3 separate regions of the Rattus norvegicus genome follow, and all the other regions are linked to region 2. The links are chromatin contacts, called in public Hi-C maps. All regions are on one chromosome and are shown on one strand. The core of a region is the stretch at or near the end of the contact, and the rest is flanking DNA. Distances in the headings are between cores, read along the strand shown.

Region 1 (3,629 bases), core at 977-3,476, 260 kb after region 2:
GGATCTGATATGCAGCTCCGCTGAGAATCATGGACTTATGGAGAATCAGCGCAATTGTTCTTCTGCTACCAATGATGTGGATTTCAGTGTCTGCTTCTCCTTGCTCGTGCCCTTCAGAGATTTACCTCTCAAAACATAGAGCATTTTCATCACCATGTTTCAAATATATTATTTAAAGGATGCCAATGCTTTTAGGAAAATCAAAACCAGTCTGTATTTTCTGTGGACAATGGTTATGAGTTGCTGTTTTGTATTTTATGATAACAGAATCTCAGAGAACAAGTGTGAGAGATACCAAATCAGACAGTTCCTTTGTATAAAACTTCTCAGAGCCTTTAATTTGCCAATGTGTCGTATGGTTCTAGAAGTATTCTGTTTGCTCTGGTTGGGTCTTCCACAAGATTAGAACACGTTTTGTTTGTTTGTTTGTTTGCTTGCTTGCTTCCTTTTTTTAAATTAGTAAAATGGAATTACCCTGTGTGCATTCTTTTTCCAACTGTTGGCATTTAGCCTAGGCTCTGCCCCACAGTTACCTGGCAATAGCCAGGTATGCCTGACTGTAAAAGGAGCTGCTCACCCTGTCCTCGCTCTCTTGCTCCAGCTCCTTAATCCTCTCCGTCCCCATTTCCCTCCCCCATCTCTCCACATTATCATGGCTACCTCTATGCTTCTCTCTCTCTCTCTCTCTCTCTCTCTCTTTCTCTCTCTCTCTCTCTCTCTCTCTCTGCCTTTCTCTTAACTCCCCTCCCTATGCCCTGAATAAACTCTATTCTATACTCTACCGCCCTGTGGCTACCTCAGAGGGGGAAGGAATGGCTCAGCATGGACTGGCAGAGGCATCCCCTTCCCCCACACCTTACTGCATCTCCATCAAACATATCTCTACTCTTTCTTTTTACAAAATACAACGCAGACCACTAAAAATACTTCCAAGGTTTGAGGCAGACTTCAGTAGTAATAGGCTGACACGTCGTAGTGAATTTCACGAAGCATCTTTTCTCTTCAATCTACAGAACATTTATGGCAAAATGAGGAGAAAATTTTCATTCTCTTTTGAGGAACCAATGTATTAATACCCACGTTGTTGCTGCCAATTGGAAACCCACTGCCATTTTATTCTTTTGGTTTTGAAATTATTTTATTTAACTTTTATTGAGCTGCTACCACTTGGTGTTATTTAAAAGTCAGAAAATGTTTTATCAGCTGTGTCACAAAGGCCAGATCATTTCTCAGCAATGTCACCAAAATGCAAAGGAAAGACAGGAGCCTTCTACTACATACCAAGACTGTGAGTCAATCGGCTATGCGGCACTGTAAGCTTAATGAGGCAGAGTGGAAATCACTGAAACAAAGGGCAGGCAGACTACAGACAGGAACTTTCAGCTGGAAAGAAACAGTCCGAAGTTGAAAGTTTTAAGATTCTATTTGGCAGCGTGAGTTCCACATGTGAGAGGGTAGCCAGGTCTGTTAGGATTAGCAAGGCATAGGTTTGAGTGTAAGGTCTTGAATGGTTAGAGAAACAAAGAAGCTAGGGAAAATGTAGTAAAATAAATGGAGAGCAGAGACTACATTCAGGTAGGAAAACGAAAAAATTGAAAACAACCCAGAAGATCTGAAGACCTATAAAAGGATTATTCTATATCTGGAGAACATGTCTAAGGCATATATAACTTTACTGCCATGCAGGCTGCTGTCCAATAGCCAATATTCCTCATGTGACCTAATAAATGTGCCCAAAGATAGCATTCTAAGCTACACAGAAAATACTGAAGCCCAGACATATGTTAATGCCAGTCCCTGGGCAGGCCAACCCTAAGGCAAAATATTCTGGAACACCTGGTTGGCCAGTAGACATTCTTTGACGGCAGCAGCCTGGGACCCAACGGGCATTTATTCCAGCCTCTCTGGTAGTTTCACACAGTAAGAAGCAATCAAATAATATTGGCTTCACTTTTCGAAGCATTGGTTTTGATCCACCTAAAAGGAAATGTTTGAGGGGAGAGATGGATGAGAGAAGTGACTGGGGATAATGTGTTTCACAGCTTAACATCAAATGTCACTGGAAAAATAGCCAGAAAGCAATTCAGAGTAAAAGTATTTGCCTTCTGGCTAAGTAGGCAGTACCTTTTTTATTGCAAAATGGAAATAAACAGTGTGGCTCATTTATACCATAAAAGGGCAAGCCACAAATAACCCAAATCCCAAAATAAAGGCATTGCCCAACATACTAAGACATGATTCAGAAATGTCTTGACTTTAGAGTTTCATCACTGATCATGACAATGGATGGGCAGGGGTTATGAATAAGTCAAAAGTCACAAGTAATCCAGAGCCAACACCAGAGAAGAACACTTACAGTCAATGCACTGTTCATCTTGCCCATTGTTTATTTGGCCACTGTCGTCCAATTCTCACAGTGCTTAGACATTAAAACCCATATCAGACCGGATGCCTTGACAAAATATATGTACAAACATATGTCCATACACGTGTGCATGCATAATAACAACATTCAAACTAAAACTAACTGAAAAGCACCTCTATAAATGTGTTCTATTCAATGAACAGTAATTTGCCAAAGGGAAAAATAAATTCAAGCGAGCAACACTTACAATAAACAAATGAAGAGCTGGCAGAGGAAAGGAAGAAATAACAATGGTTTCCACCCATCCACTGATTTAATAGTGCACTGAACAGCCACTACACTGGGCACTCCAGATAAAGAAGGAAAAAAAAAATGATCACCTAGAAAGAATGCGACAGATTCATCACTGTAGACTCCTCTGTGAAAACTGAAGTATTTGCATTAATATATTTTAAAAAATTATAAAGCCCCAATATCAGAGGCTTCTCAGACACTTTGTATCACTTAATCCTAAAATGTAGATGAAACCCTCAACCATGGGAAAACACAAAGTCATAAAGATTATGTTTGGGCAAAGACTTTTCCCGAGAAAAGGTGAGAGTAATGAACAATTGTTAGATGACTATTTACAACACTCTCCCTATTCTGAATAAAGTAAAGGTAATTGACTGAACATGTTTCCATGATTACCTAGCCTCCAAACATCTATATCCCTATGCCCCACATCTATATCCCTATGTCTGTCTCTCTTTAAAACAAGCCAAAGTGAGCAGAAAATGTCACCCACTGGAAGAAAGCATTTGAACCTTGAGCCAGTGGGGAACTTTCCAAATTCAGAGTATAAGACATGTGCAAGCTTCACAGGCACAGCCACAGCTATTAACATTTCAGGAAAAAAAGTATAAATGTGTGGGTCCCAGTGAGTAAAGTCTACTGTGTTCATTCGTTCTTCTGGCATAGATCTCCATGTGCGACGAAGATCGTTTGATGCTCTATTCCCTCGAGGAGGAAATAATCACGGAAATCAAATGAGCAAGGTAACTGACATTCCTACAAGTTCTTCACAGAACCCTAGCCTGAGCGATAGGATGGAGAGAGGTTATGGTTCAGGGAAGTCAAACTGAGAAATGAGACTTCCAGGATAGGGAGATGTGAGGCACAGTGTTTTAGCCCGGAAGAGAATAGTATAAGGGCAGGGGCTCTCGGTGGGAGTACATATAGATTATGCAGAAAGGAAGCAGTCGTGGCCAGAGGAGATCAGGAG
Region 2 (3,627 bases), core at 593-3,092:
AATGAAACAAAAGATGTTTTTGTTGGGCACCTTCTGATTTATTTTGTGATTTATGTAAACAAGGTTAACTTCATTTCAGAAACAATACTACTCTGTGCCAGGAGTCCTCACAATTCCTTCAAGGCAACCGACCACTGACAAGCAGCAGGGTTTGCCCACCACACACACAAATGGGAAGTGATACAGCACAGTGATTACTGTCAGTTAACTTGTTTCTAACTTCTCCTGTAAGAACATCTGCTATTCTTTAAGTTACAATTTGATGGGGGTGGGGCATCAAGGGCATGCTGGTGTCCTCAGGCCTCAGGAGAACGAGATGGGATTATGAGCACATGGGCATCTTGAGATAAACGAAGACACCCTCTGTCTCAAGGGGTCAGGGGAGATACAATAGTAATTCAGGGGAGAGTCCCCCCATCTTGTCTTATTTGAGACTTTGTGTTCAACTTTGTACTAATGAGCTAACCAGAAATAAGGTCAGGTCTCACTCAGTCTTTTGAATTGTCTGTATAGCCCTGATGGTAGAAAGCAGGCTCATATATGTTACCTGTACTCTGGTAAATGCTTACACTTGTAGAAACCCTGGCCAGGCCCTTCAGGAAAGTGAAATATGAATCAGGGTGGTGGCAAAACAGTAATGAATTGGATCATTAGCACGTTCTCAAATGTCTGGTAATCTTTTTTAGCAATGGATTTCACAGTTGCTACATATGATCAGGAGTTGTGTGATTTCTGATTTTCTTACGAACTAGAGAACACCCATCTAGTTCACTCATAGGCTTCCAATGGTCGGCCAACAACAATTCATTTGACATTTCTCTGACTATGAAATGTAAGGCTAGGTTTTGGATGATTTCTGAAAGCATCAAGTGTGCTGTCTAAATCCAATCAACCACGAATCAGTGGATTCATGTCAACCTTCCTCCTTACCCTGTACTATGTCTGTTTCATCCAAAGAATTTCTTTCCTCCCAACAAGGTAGCATTAAGAGGTGGGACTTGCTGGGTCATGAGACTAGATTAGTTTCCTTACAAACGAGGTCTATGGAAGCTTGCTTCTTCACAATGTCAAAAACTTGTCAGCAGTCACCCTCTACAATTTAAAGAGCAAGCTCTCTTGGACAACTAATCTGCAGCACCTTACTCTTGGGCTCCCCAGCTTTCTGTTGTGTATAAACTATCCAAATTACAGCATTTGTTTTAACTCTCAAAATAGGCTGACACCCTGAATTTATAGGTTACAGGTTTGCCTGTGGTGGCTGATAAATTTTGTGCTTATCTCTGACTATCTGCCATATTTGTTTTGCCTCACTCTCCTCAATGCAGTTAGGAGGAGCTGCAAACAGTCCACATGAAAGACAGGACCCCTGATCTGGACTGGTAGGTAGCCATGAAGGTAGAGTGGTGTGTTGGACTGTCAACACAAGAGGCCAAATTCTCAGTATTTAATGCTTGGAGGGATGAAAGACAAGCTGTGTTTTTTTAGGTAGCTTGCTGGGTTTTGAAAACACTAACTCAGAATAGGGCTTTATAGAATACAAACAGATTTGAACATACATTCCACTAATCAGTTTTGCAAGATCAATGTTTTGTTTGCTCAGTGGGCTAGGGTCTTTCTTGTGATTTTGACCATGGCCCAGAGTAAAAGCTGTACCTAACATAATTGCAGGTTCCCACATTTAAATCCCCCAATTTTAAACATTTCATGAATTAATAATTTTTATACTAATAATTGCCCAGACTTTGCTGGAGAATGCTCTCATATTAAACATGGGCGAGTAAAAAGAGCTGTTAGACTTCCTTTTGGTATGGATCATAGAGTCACGGCAGGGAGTCATTCAACATGTTATTCACATGACTCAGAAGCCTTCTCATCCAGCTTCAGGAGGCACGGAGTAAGAATGTGATTCCATTTCGAGCTCATTATCAGCCCAATTATTGACTTTGTTAAGATACACAATTGCCCTAGGTCTGGTCTGCTGCCAACAGCCAGCAATTACCTACAATCTCCTTGGCATTTATGTCAAATATATCATGTGGTTTCTAAATTAAAACCATAGGAAACACAGGTAAAGGGGGCTATTGTGAAGGGTCTCATTGGAAAGATAGGTGAGTTATGATCCAGTTTCTCAGCAAGCTGGGTAGAGTGCAAATGCTAATCTTCTCTCCCTCTGGTCTTCAGTCAATGATGGATGTAACTTCAGGATTTAAGGAGCACTACACTGACTCTAAACTGTGTTCTGAAACATGAACTTCACATTTGTTAATAAAGTGTGGAAGAATTAAGAGTCCCGAGTGAAGGCTGTTATTGAACGTAAACTCTCACCATTTTCTAATTTTTTTCTCCAAATACTCAAACTCTGTTTTACATGGAAATATATTGCTTATGTACGCATAGGATGCTATATGAGACACAGAGCCTCATGACTCACCTTCTCAGCCTTTCCTGGAATTTCTATTGTTCTTTTACAGGACTGGGAAGTGCCTGTCCCAAAGCCAAGGATGTTTTCAACCTCTGGTTGGGATCATCAGGACACCAGCTGTTCTACAATTACATTAGAGGGTGGAAGAAAAATCCAATCAGAGCTGAAGTTGACCACGGGATGCAGAACTTTGCCGACAGTGAGTGCAGAATCCAGTCAACAAGTAGGCTACTCAGAGGTCAGAGGTGGAGTCCAGAGGTACAATGGAATCTCATTCTTCCCATGTTCTGTCTTTGGACTTTTCCTGGACACTTGCCAACCTGAAAATGGGTTCAGGCACTGGTTGTTCTGAAATATTTATGTTAAAAAGTTGATTTATGAGACTCATTTGACTATGAAAATCTGAGTGTGAAACCAGTCAACAAATCCATCCCCATAAGACATCAGAGGGTTCAATGCCCCCTGCTTGGTCCAGCAGCTCCCCCACAGTCACTTGAATTCATTCCTATGGGTGAAGATGCATGACTGCTCCTTTTACGAGCAGCCACAGAGGAGGGCTTTGCCATGCTAGGAAACTCACAAAGAACAAAGGAATTTGCCCCATGCCCGTGAGGACTTTAGATATAAAATACCAGCCTGTTTGGCTCAGGGGAAAGGTGCTGTAAGTTACAGTCCCTGCAGCCAAGTCTCCCCAGAAGCCTTTTGCTCAGTTTGACAGCTACCTTCCTGGTTATGTGGCTTTGTTCATTCGGCAGCCAGTTATCAGGACTTATCTGCATTGTTGGCATTCCTTCTGACCTGTGGCCTTTGTTCATTTGATAGGTATCTGATTGGGGGCAGGCATTAGTGGGGAGGAATGTCTAGATCTTGCTGACTTTGACAAGTGAGAGCTGAAGTAGCAGGCTTCCTCTCCAGAGAGAAATCTGTGCCCACTGTTGTGAGGGTCCTGTTAGGCACTGTGAGGAATGGGAAGGGAAGTGATTCCTGGGACACACTCTAGCAGTGGATACTTAAGAAAATCTTTCCCCATGCACTTCCTGTGTTTAGCTAAAGGTGCAAGAGGAGACTGACAGGTGAGACAAAGAGTAGGAATGGAAAGGATGCGTTCAAAACATCTTCTTTCGTGTTAGGAAATTGTCCCCTACTTAAAATGTCTTCCCTATGCTCAGCTGAACACAGTATTGTCATTTCACTAATTTAGGCAA
Region 3 (3,819 bases), core at 382-2,881, 490 kb after region 2:
GTCTGTGACTTCGAGGACAGGAATCTAGTTTGACTAATCAACCAGTAGAAACTTTTACTCCTGGCTCTGAATTTCTGAAGTCTAATAAACAAACACATCTTGGGAAATACTTAGCTACAAGAGGCACTAGCTGAGTAGCTGTGTACCCTGAGTAACTAGGAAACACTCTGTAAGTCCCTCCTTATGTGTACACACACATACCACACGCACACACTCACGCACCTTGTCACAGAACACTCCCACACGAAGAAAGTGAAATTGCTGTGTGATGAGCATAAAGTCGTGGGTGTTTCCAAGATTTGGGAGTCCAGCCAGGTGGAACTGATAAGGGGAGGGAGCCCCAACAGATCCTCAGTCTGCCCCCACCCTGATTCTGCCAAGATCCTTATTTGGTGATGCTTTTACCTGGGTCCCTGGACTCAGAGCCAAGCCTGTTCATGCAGGGCCACAGCTGGAGAAGCGTCGCTGCTGACGTCCCTTCCCAAAGAGATGAATGGAATTCCAGGAAGCTAGAGTCATCTTGGCTTGGGACCGGTGGCATAGAGACCAGACTTCAGAGACAAAGCATCAAGAGCAGGCTACTCATGGAAAAGTGTATATTCACAGAAATGTAAACCACACCTCTGTTTTGGGAGCCGAAAATGAAAAAAAGAAACGTTTAGGGAGAAAGACAGGAAATAAAATAATAGGCAGAGAGCAATTTATTACTCTATGGGTCCGTTCTGTAAATAGTGTAAGATCCTGGAGCCAGGTGGTTCAGCAAATTCTCCAATCTGGAGTCACGTTAAGAAACACGAGTGGTCACAAAACTGTTTTTCAAAACATAATTTCAGTTTGCCTTGAGGGTGCTAGATACAAATTTGCTTTCTTAAAACGCGGCTAAAAAACTTCGCAAGGATCCCCTAAATCAGAATACATATACCGCCCCCAAGCGGCCATCTGGGGAAGCACAGAAGAACTGGGGAAGAACTCTGGAGTTGGGAGAATGGGAAGGCGACCTCGGTGCACCGTCCTGCTGATCCAGCGCAACACCGCACTGCCACCCTTAGTGAGTCAGAAGGAAGGCTATCGTGCGGGGCAGGAGTGGAGCGCGAAGTATAGATGACAAGGGATCCCCCACCCACCAGCATAGACCCAGGAGGCAGCTTCTTTTAAGAAGTCCGACCTTTTGCCCTTTTATTTTTAAACCAGACTGTCTCGATCCCCAAGCGTCTCCATCATCGAAGTATGCAAGGAGACGGGCTTTAGTGAAAGATACCCTAAAGGGTCTTAGTTGGTCCCCAAAGGAGCATCTTGTCTGGGGTCCCTCAGGCGGAAGGTCTCCAGCTCGCGTGGCGCAAGATCCTAAGGGCTGAGTACGCCAAGGCTGTGTGGGCGGAGACCTATTTTTCTGAGAAGTTCCAGGGCTCCTGTGCGGGATCGGAGTCTTCCCCTTCACTTTCAGCCGGCGAGCTTCGCGCCAGGCAGCAGGGGGCGGAGAGAGGAACCCGTCCCCCGTCCCCTCCCCCCTCCCGTTCCGTGTGCCCCCCCCCGCCCCCTCACTCCCCCCGCACTCCCCCCCCCCCGCTTCCTGCCCATTGGCCAGGAATGCGGGAGCCTCTTTAAAAGGTCCAGGGATCCTCAGTCGAGCCAGCCACTGCCTGGAGTCAGCCAGCCTCATCGGACTTCTGCAGGCACTCGCGACGCAACTACCCAGTCCTGCCACGGTCTATCCGGCCGCACCAGCAATCTCAGCGTCTTTACCGGACTCGAAGTCCTTGTCCTTCACTTCGCCTTCTCCACCACTCCGGGCTGCTGAGCTCCGGTGCACACAGGTAAGCCTTCTCCCGCCTCTGCTGAGCACCTGGCCGACCAACCCAAAACCCCAGGCTGCAGACAATCGGAGAGACTCCCCATCTCCCACTCTCCCCCTTCTGGTTTTCCTTACTGTCCCTTATCCTGCCCCATCTATCCGCTGGTAAGAACTTGGCGGAATTGGTTCTCTCCAGCCTTAGGGTTCACCAACTTTACCTCCAAGACACTCCAAGATTTTCTTACCAAGTAGTCCCCAGGTTGCTCCTGACTTTTGCCATCCTTCTCCCCAGGTACATTCTGTATTCTTGTCTAAGAGAACAAGAAAAAGCCCAAGTCACTTTACGCCCTTCGTCCTGGAACACCAACAGTCCCCTGCCTCTGGCACTCTTTTTATACTGGATACCATCTGGAAAGTAAATGGGGCCAAAGAGCGCGCGCACACACACACACACACACACACACACACACACACACACACACACACACACGCTCACACCTCTGCCCTACTACCTTGCTTCCTGGTCTCTAACTCAGTCCTCCTGTGCTTCTTGCTACAGGCTCCGCGTTGGGCACAAAGGCTCCACCATGGAGCTCCTCAGGGGACTAGGCGTCCTGTTCCTGTTGCATGTGTGTGGAAGCAACCGCATTCCAGGTGAGTCTGTGATAAATCTCTCTCTCTCTCTCTCTCTCTCTCTCTCTCTCTCTCTCTCTCTCTCTCTCTCTCTCTCTCTCCCCGCCCCCCCGCAGGTGTATGCCTCCTGGGTTCTCCTTAAAATGTTTCCTGAGTCCAGGATGCAGCTCTCAGTATTCCCTACTTGCCAAGATTTCTCACTTTGGCCCCTCACGGCCAGGACTTTACACCCTTACACCTAGAAAGCCCATTGTCTTCTCTCGCCTTCCAGAGTCTGGGGGAGACAATGGTGTGTTCGACATTTTTGAACTCATTGGAGGTGCCCGCAAGGTTCCGGGTCGCCGACTGGTGAAGGGCCAAGATCTATCCAGCCCCGCCTTCCGGATCGAGAATGCCAACCTGATCCCCCCTGTGCCAGATGACAAGTTCCAAGACCTACTGGACGCTGTGTGGGCCGACAAAGGCTTCATCTTCCTGGCTTCCTTGAGGCAGATGAAGAAGACTCGGGGCACACTCCTGGCCGTGGAACGGAAAGACAATTCTGGCCAGATCTTCAGTGTGGTCTCCAATGGCAAAGCCGGCACCCTCGATCTGAGTCTGAGCCTGCCCGGGAAGCAGCAAGTGGTGTCAGTGGAGGAAGCTCTCCTGGCCACTGGCCAGTGGAAGAGCATCACGCTGTTTGTCCAAGAAGACAGGGCCCAGCTCTACATTGACTGTGACAAGATGGAGAGCGCAGAGCTGGATGTTCCCATCCAGAGCATCTTCACCAGGGATTTGGCCAATGTCGCCAGGCTCCGAGTCGCAAAGGGAGATGTCAATGACAATTTTCAGGTAAATCTTCTTACCTGTCACAGGGCTATGTGGAGTTAGTATCTGGAGACTAAAGTTGTCCCAAATGTGGAGAGGAGCAGACCCCCCCACACCACTACCAGAGGGCTGGTTAAATCATATATGGATGCCCCAACTCCAGGGTTTCAGATTTGGTAAGTCGGCTGAGTGACCTGGGAAATTGCGTTTCTAATAAGAAATAAGCTATAATGACACCAGGACCTGGGAACCATGCTTTCAAAGCCACCCAGAAAGATAAGAGATGGTTTTCCTGTTACACTCAGCCTGTTTCGGTATGGGGCACTCCCTGCGCCCTTAGGAAAGTAACTTGTATCAAATGTACCTATCAATTTTAATAGGCATGAAAAGAATACTTTGTCAGTATTTGGGCCCCTGGGTAGGGTGTTCTGGATGCAAGGCAAGGGATGAATAGCAGCCTGGTCATGTGCTTCTGGGACTTCTTCCTTGCCTTAACTTTCAGATTCTTTCTTTCTTTCTTTTTTTAACGCCCACGTTAACTCTTTGTCACTGGAGAGTATCATGTCCTCCAGACCTGGGATCAGATT

What was found. Hi-C and Micro-C count contacts between places; a contact is called where the count stands out from the background.
Region 1: a Hi-C map of the Rat2 cell line shows a contact between it and region 2, with 2.6 times the contacts expected there. The contact joins two enhancer-like sites. A contact is called at or near these places in 2 of 12 Hi-C or Micro-C datasets (the A7r5 cell line and the Rat2 cell line).
Region 3: a Hi-C map of the A7r5 cell line shows a contact between it and region 2, with 5 times the contacts expected there. The contact joins the promoter of Thbs1 here to the enhancer-like site in region 2. A contact is called at or near these places in 2 of 12 Hi-C or Micro-C datasets (the A7r5 cell line and the Rat2 cell line).

Annotation. Positions count from the first base shown.
Region 1 is chr3:125,279,410-125,283,038 of GRCr8, forward strand. No RefSeq gene overlaps it. Among named protein-coding and RNA genes, the nearest start is that of Thbs1, 230 kb to the right of the region's middle. Within about 2 kb of position 2,227, at least 8 of the 93 cell types and tissues checked have an H3K27ac peak or open chromatin away from gene starts, as enhancers often do. A contact at or near this core is called in the A7r5 cell line, where this site is marked.
Region 2 is chr3:125,022,304-125,025,930 of GRCr8, forward strand. No RefSeq gene overlaps it. Among named protein-coding and RNA genes, the nearest start is that of Rasgrp1, 340 kb to the left of the region's middle. Within about 2 kb of position 1,843, at least 6 of the 93 cell types and tissues checked have an H3K27ac peak or open chromatin away from gene starts, as enhancers often do. A contact at or near this core is called in the A7r5 cell line, where this site is marked.
Region 3 is chr3:125,508,619-125,512,437 of GRCr8, forward strand. Thbs1 (thrombospondin 1) reads left to right here and starts at 1,632. Exons shown (of 22, transcript NM_001398940.1): 1 at 1,632-1,814; 2 at 2,352-2,446; 3 at 2,697-3,256. The coding sequence starts at 2,380. It overlaps LOC134486137 (a long non-coding RNA gene), which reads right to left and starts at 2,697. Exons shown (of 2, transcript XR_010064872.1): 1 at 2,038-2,697; 2 at 679-1,843.